Linked DNA regions of Mus musculus: region 2 is linked to region 1. The links are chromatin contacts, called in public HiChIP or PLAC-seq maps. All regions are on one chromosome and are shown on one strand. Each heading gives the region's core, a stretch centred on a gene start, on an enhancer-like site or on the middle of the called end of the contact. The rest is flanking DNA. Distances are from core to core; before and after follow the strand shown. Region 1 overlaps Habp4 (hyaluronic acid binding protein 4). Region 2 holds the start of Cdc14b (CDC14 cell division cycle 14B).

The links. HiChIP or PLAC-seq counts read pairs in DNA pulled down with a chosen protein or histone mark.
Region 2: an H3K4me3 HiChIP or PLAC-seq map of embryonic stem cells shows a contact between it and region 1, with 63 read pairs. The contact joins the promoter of Cdc14b here to the enhancer-like site in region 1. A contact is called at or near these places in 3 of 39 promoter capture datasets (the HPC-7 cell line, embryonic stem cells and liver), 2 of 484 Hi-C or Micro-C datasets (the STO cell line and embryonic stem cells), 9 of 115 datasets of contacts at active chromatin or transcription factors (the NIH/3T3 cell line, bone marrow-derived macrophages, embryonic forebrain and 2 more) and 4 of 9 other capture datasets (adipose tissue, embryonic stem cells, liver and 1 more).

What each region holds. Positions count from the first base shown.
Region 1 is chr13:64,184,388-64,188,143 of GRCm38.p6, reverse strand. Habp4 (hyaluronic acid binding protein 4) reads right to left here. Exons shown (of 8, transcript NM_019986.3): 7 at 3,386-3,571; 8 at 1,607-2,871. The coding sequence ends at 2,815. Among named protein-coding and RNA genes, the nearest start is that of Habp4, 24 kb to the right of the region's middle. Within about 2 kb of position 2,458, at least 16 of the 459 cell types and tissues checked have an H3K27ac peak or open chromatin away from gene starts, as enhancers often do. A contact at or near this core is called in embryonic stem cells, where this site is marked.
Region 2 is chr13:64,273,268-64,276,660 of GRCm38.p6, reverse strand. Cdc14b (CDC14 cell division cycle 14B) reads left to right here and starts at 1,673. Exons shown (of 14, transcript NM_172587.3): 1 at 1,673-2,070. The coding sequence starts at 1,911.

The DNA of each region.
Region 1 (3,756 bases), core at 1,209-3,708:
GGTGGGTGAGGATGTGGTGCTTTACAGAGAGGGGAGGGGGCAGCTGTCATAGCCCCTGAGGGAAAGTGTCTTGGTGTGGGCTTCTGAAATCAGGAGTTCTGCACTTCGTGTATTTAAGGAAGGTTTCAGGTGGACCTATTTTTTTCTTAATCCACTCCCTAACTCTATAAACAGGTTAGGACAGTCCCAAGCCAAGATTTTTTTTTTGTTGTTTTTTGTTTTTTAAGATTTAAAATTTATGTATATGAGTACACTTTAGCTATACAGATGGTTTTGAGCTTTCATGTGGTTGTTGAAAATTGAATTTTTAGGACCTCTGCTCCCTCTAGTTAGTCCCGCTCACTCCGGTCAACTCCTCTTGCTCTGGCCCAAAGTTTTGTTATTATACATAAGTACACAGTAGCTGTCTTCAGACATGCCAGAAGGGGGTATCAGATCTTATTACCGATGGTTGTGAGCCGCCATGTGGTTGCTGGGATTTGAACTTGGGACCTTTGGAAGAGCAATCTGCTCTTACTGAGCCATCTTGCCAGCCCCACAAGCCAAGTTTTCAATGCTTGTGGTCCACTCAGGATTGTCTCCTGGCTACCAGAGTGTCCTTGGGACACAGTGGGAGATCGGACCCTCGAAGGTTGATCCTCACAGGAAGCTAGCTGGTTGGGAGGTAGCAGGAGCAAGAGAAACATGGGCAGACCTTCCTCTCTCCTCACAGTACTGTATGTTAAGTCTGCAGTGGACAGCACTTGTTCACCAGAGGGTATGGCTGCTCCAATCTTGCTCACACCCTAGGAGAATGTTAGCTGTAGCTACTTTACAGAGCAGCCTGGCCAAGTGCCCAGACCCTCTGCTGAAGCCCTTGTAGCAAACTTCTCTAGCAGCAGCTTCTGGGTCACCAGTACCTTAAGTCATCATCACCCTGAGACAGGAAACATCTGTGCCAGCCATACTAGACATGTTGACATGGCTCATGATCATGCCCCAGCTGGGCAAGTGGAATTCCTTTGCCAGGCCATGTGTGACAGCCCATGAGCCCTCAACTCAGATGTCAGAAACCCTCTGGTTCAGATGTGACACCTCTGCCTGACCTCCAAATTCTAAGACTAGGTTTCTTTGGTGTGGCTGATCGGAAGCACAGGCTGAGAGTCCACCTCATGACAAGTCTGGGTGTCTGGAAGGGAAATCTGAGCTTAGGTCCTGTTTTGGGTGTACATCCATGCAGAATGAGTTTGCTAATAATGACTTTCTCTGCCTCTGTGACTTCTGTCTTCTCCAGAACACTCTGGCCATGGCCCATGTTACAAGCAAAAATTATAACCATTTCCCTCATTAAATCATCAAGGTGGCCCCTGGGCAAAAGCCTGTTGCAAGGGCATTTGCTGTGTGATGGTATGAGTCAAGGTTGCATTGCTTCAAGCTTTCCCAGTGTCATTCACACACTCAAAGGGCAATGAATGTTCTTAAGAGAAAGCTTGCTTCTACGACCTTCATGGAGCAGCCCTCACTGCCCCAGTGACTGTCATGACTAAAGTCGATGCAGGCTTCTTCGGTCAGATCATAGTACTCACGAGCAGTGTGCCAGCCCCAGAGAAAATGAATAAGGCAGTCATACCTTTATACTCATTCATTTAATAAACATGGGGTCAGAAGCAGGTGGTCACCCAAAGCAACATCCTCATCAACTTTGATGACTCAACCAAACCCCAAGAGTTCAGAGGGAATACAATACCAACCTTCATTTATACCTGGGTTCCAGTTCAGCACCATCTCAGACTTTGTGGCCAAGGCGGGTAGCACAGGTCTGGGGAGCAGGGTTCCATTGCAAGCACAACAGGCAAACCTCCCTTCCTAATCTCGACAGCTGCCCAACACCTTGGCTCGTCCCTCCCACATACAATGAATCTTCCCTAGTTTTGCCGGTGGGTGGGTGGCCGGCCCTAGGTCTCAAGCTGTTTGGGGTGATTGAGCCTCTGAGGTGGTCCCTAACCTTAAACCTCCACCAGAGGCCTTAAGAACAACACCGGAACTGGGGCCCAGCCGAGGGGAGGGCCCAGCCCATGTTCGCAGTCAGGAGATGTGACTGAGTTACAAGTCAGTCTGCTCAGAGTCCACAGTGCTGAATTCCAACACTAGTGTTGACGGGGGTTGGGGGGGAAATACAGGAAACCTTTTCATTTGATTATATTCAACAACCACCTGAACCCTAAGTCTGCTCACACATACTGAGGATGTGTGCACGCACAGACCACGAGGTAGTTTAAATCACTACTGAAAACCAGTACACTTCCTCTGCTTCAGAGTGGTTGTCCCTAGTGCACAATGTCTAAACCACAACTCAGGGATTTTCTCAGAATTGAGCAGTAGCAGGTGAATGGTATGAAAATTAGGGGTGGGACTGCTCTACATGAGCGGTTCTCCACGTGTCCTGAAATACTCAAGGACTTTTCTCGTCTTGTTTTTCAAGACTCACTCTGTAGACCAGGCTGGCCTTGAACTCGGGATCTGCCTGCCACTGCCTCCCAAGTGCTAGGTTTAAAGGCGTGCGCCACCACGCCCAGCAGTTCTATTTTCTAACTTACTTTACTTTGTACTTCTGTGCTGGGATTGTTAGAATCTATGTACACATTTTAAACATTATCCCTTACAAAAGTCTCTATCTGGGGAAAGGGCCTGACCTCATGGGAACTCCACAGAGCAAAAAAGTGCAATGACTTCACACGACACGGGAAAAGCAACATCTATTGTTCTTAGAGTCTGACTCTTCTCGCGGCAAGGAAAGTCTCTTCATAGTGCTGCTCTGCTGCAGGGGAGTGGCTGTTAGGCCAGGGCGGGGAAGTCCTCAGGGTCATCCGGGTTGGGAGCAACATCTTGGGTCTAAAAAAAAAAAAGAGAGAGAGAGAGGTCTTTATTCTTTACTTCTGTGCATTGGTGTTTTGTCTCGAGTGTACATCTGTGTGAAGGTGTTGGAACCTCTGGAACTAGAGTTACAGACAGTACACTGGTGTACATACTCATAAACCTAAAAAAGTAACTGTTTATTACATGCGAGGTACCCACCAAGGTAAGCAAAGGATGAAGTCACACAGCTTCTCACGGAGAGCTAGTGTTTTAGGTAAAGACATGAAGTGGGGAATTTAAGTCATAGAAGTCCAGTGTTAAGCAAGGTTTTTCTGGAAAGAGCTCTCTCTGCCATGAGCCTCAGCGTGACAGGCAGATGTGACACCCGTGGCCCGCCTGAGAGAATTGTGATTATGTCAGTAAAGTGACACTGTTCAAAATTGCTCCAGATCAGACTCTAGGAGGCAACCACAAAATCAGACCACTGTAGCCCAAAGCAGTTGCCCTCTCCTTCAGCAAGCCGTCAGGGATTTACAATACAGCCACTTACCACCACTTCTGCACGGGGGCCATAGTTCTCTGTTCTTCTCATTCTCCCTCGGCCTCCCCGGGTGCTGCCTCTGGCTCCCCGACCAGGGCGAGGGAGGTTACCAAAGTTAATCTCCAGCTGGGATGTGATGTCATTGGCAGCTTTCCGGAAGACGTGAGACTCATCCTCATAGTCCTCCTTCACCATCTGAAAGAGTTATAGGGTCAGACGGGCACAGGCGCAGCCATCTCCACAGATGCACATTTTTAATGTGCTGCCCTGGTGGTCTGTGTGACCCTGTGGACTAGGAAGACCCTGGATGTGTCCCAGCCCTGAACACTAAGACACTGTCTAACACAAGCAAAACAATACTTCAGACTGGCATGAAACTT
Region 2 (3,393 bases), core at 424-2,923, 89 kb before region 1:
TCAACTAAGCCAGTCTCAAAAAGTAACGAATGTGGGCCAGGAATGTGGCTTGCTGGGGTAGATCATTTGGTCCAGCACAAGCAAGGGTTGAGTCCCAAAAGCTCAAAAAAAAAAAAAAAAAAAGGAACATACTAGACACACACACACAAGAGAGAGAGGGGGGGGAGAGAGAGAGAGAGAGAGAGAGAGAGAGGGAGAGAGAGAGAGAGAGAGAGAGAGAGAGAGAGAGAGAGAGAGAGAGAGAGAGAGAGAGAGAGAGGGAGGGAGAATCCAGTAAGGTGCCTGCAGTGGCTCACACCAGGAATCCCAGCACTGGAGAGGCAGATGCCATTTTCAGCCCAGTCTGGGCTGTGTAGTGGAACACTTTCTTCCATGTAATCCTATGGATTATAGTGGTGGTTAAAAAAAAAAAAAACAAACCAAAAAAAAAAAAACTTTTCATAAAATTTCTGATTGTGACATTTGGTGGCCCTTCTACTGTGAGTCCTTGGAACCGTGTGAAGGACTTTCTCTTCCTGGGCAAAAGTTTTTGCTAACACTACAGACATTTTAAATGTAAGGCCTTCGTTGATGTCCTATGGAAACCCGAAAGGTGAACAAGCAGGTTCTTAAGGGCCCCTGGCTAAGGAAAGCCAGTCCCATATCTTATCTTTTCCGAAGCAGCAGGCTTAAGGTAGGGCTTCAAAACAAAAGAAGCCTTCCCTAGGGGAAGGAACTTCGTGAAATCTGCATTTCTGAGAGGTTCTTTGGGGGAGGGGAGGAGGGACTGAAATTTATCCCTCTGACTCTTGACTTCCCTTTCAGACTAAATCGCTGTTGACTACAGTCCTGCCGATGGGGACTTTGGGACTACCGACTGCTTCCAGTCTCCTCGCCCAAGTAGATGCTACCGTGAAGCTGGGCTCTTCAAAATGGCAGCTATGGTCAAGTTCCAGAAAGATCTGATATCTTTTTAACCCAGTAGCAAAATATGGGGCGGTACCACTGCAGACCCAAAGGAGAAAAGGCCGTTTGCTCAGCTGGCCACATGCTCCAACACTTCGTGCTAAGTCGGACCGTGGCCACCTCGGCTACCCACAGCGAGAGCTAGCGCGCTCCTGGGTTCCGAGGTGAGGTGTCGGAAGGTTCAAACCACCGCGGTAAATCGCATCTCCAGGTGGTTTCACCGACGCTAAGAAGCCCTTATCGATCCGATCCGATCGGATAGGTGGGAAAACGGCGCTGGTCTGAACTTCTAAGTTCTGAGGTCCACTCTGCCTTGCGTCCACAGAGCTGAGGACCGTTTCAGCAGCCTACACACTCTCCTAGCAGGCGGCCATGACAAGGCTCCCTTGGCGCGAATTACAGGGGAGACCCAAGAAACACTTAAAAAAGAAAAAAATTCCATCTCAAAGATCCGAAGTGGAGTTATTAGGGTAGGGTTGTGCAGGAACTCGGAGACTCACTCGAGGAACTGGGGACTGAGGCGTCAACACCTGGACACAAGAGACAAAAGTTAGAGGGGTCCCACCAAGGGGGTCGCCAGCACGCTTTCTGCCCGATTGGCGGAAGCGCTCAGACTTTTCTTTATGGCGTCACCGAGTACCTGCCTGTAGGAAGGCTCCAGTTGCGTGACGTCACGCCGCACTGACCAATGAGCGGCCCGAGCCGGTAGGCCCCGAGGAGGGTTGTGGGCCCTTCTTTTTGTGAATGAAGCTCCACGGAACATCCCTCCTGGGGGTCCCCGGGAGCCGCGGCCCGCTGAGCTCGGACGCCACGGCAGCAGCGTCCCAGGGAGCGCGCGCTTTGCTCCAGCCACCGGCCAGCGCTGTGGGGCCCCCGGGTCGCGGGCGGCGGGAGACGCAGCGCGAGGACCCGGGCCGGGTTGCCGGGCCATGGTCGCGGTCCCCTGACGGGCCGCGACCGCCTCCATGAAGCGTAAGAGCGAGCGGCGCTCGGCTTGGGCCACCGCGCCCCCCTGCTCACGCCGCAGCTCGTCCTCCTCTCCCGGCGTGAAGAAGAGCCGCAGCTCCACGCCGCAGGAGCTGCACCGCCTGGAGCAGCAGGACGACCTGTACCTGGACATCACGGGTGAGCCCCGCCACACCCCCACGAGGCTCGCGCCTCCTCGAGCCTCTAGTCGCCCGTGCGCCCGCGGTAGCAACTTTACCGGAGATGGGCCGAGGGGTCACTCCTGCAAGTGAGTCCGGCCTCGGGAGCGGGGCGGCTCTGCCCTCGAACCCACCTCATCGCGGGATGAGCCGGCGCGGTTGTTCCCACGCGAGTCCGAGCCTCTGCTGAGTCCCGCTGGTCTTTGCTGTCCCGAGGGCCCAAAGCCTCGCTGAGCCTTAGCAACGCGTGGGATCCGGCCCGAGCCCCCGGCCGTCCGACACCCCCCCCCCGCCCCCCACGCTGTCGCGCCCTCTCAGGCCTCCTGAGGGATCTTTGCCCTCCCTCTCGTGCCTCCAGAAAGGTGTCACGTTGATGGCGTTTGAACCACCAAGCGTGCTAAGAGCTCAGAGGTGTCACTTTTGAGAAATCCCCGCCAGCCGGAGCGGGTAGAATAGCCGCTTTCGAGGGTGATTTTTTTTCTTGGTGTCTCAGTTCTTGAAGACGAAAGAAATCCGTTTTGGCAGCCGCTCGGTTTGCTGGGGTTGATAGAGAAGCCAGAGCTTTGCCTTCGTTGTACTGATGTACGTGGAAAAGCGTTGTCAGCTGCATAGCTGCCTGCGCGGTTGAAGGAAGGTGCCGCGTTTTCTGGGGCGGATGGTGTCCACCTCTTGGTGGGGTTTTTAGAAAAGGTTTCCAAGACTTGAACTTGGACTTTGCTAGGTGGGCTCTCGATTGGTGACATTTATTTATTTAGGAAGTGTTTAGACAAACAAATTTAGTAGAAAGTATATTCTAGATTAATGGGCAACTAGAAAGTAAGACCGGTTTTTAAAGGAAGCTGAGAGGAGAGGAAAGGGTTTTTTTTTTTAGCGTTTGAAGGAGGAAGACGAAGGACTTGTTTTAACTATAGCCCCTGACTAGTGTCTGCCCAGGTCTACCGGTGTGTGACCCTGAAGGAGGAGACACCCTTGCCCGGGTTCCTTCCAGAGACTTCGTGCTGGTTGAATCTGCACATTATTTCTGCTCTTTTTTTTGTATGGGGCAAACTTATTTTCGTATAGCTCTAAATTGTAAAGATACACAGAGTATACTGAGAAAACTTTGTGGCAAAGACAAAGAAGTGCCCCCTAAATGTAACAGATGTTGCCAAGTTCTCGTGAATCTTTCCAGAAATATCCTCCACTGGCACACATATGTATCTATTCTTTGCAAACCCATGCAGGATGGTATACGATTGATTTTTGCATTGCTCTGCACGGTACTTCATAGCAGAATGCTAGCCTCCAATTGATGTGTTCAAAA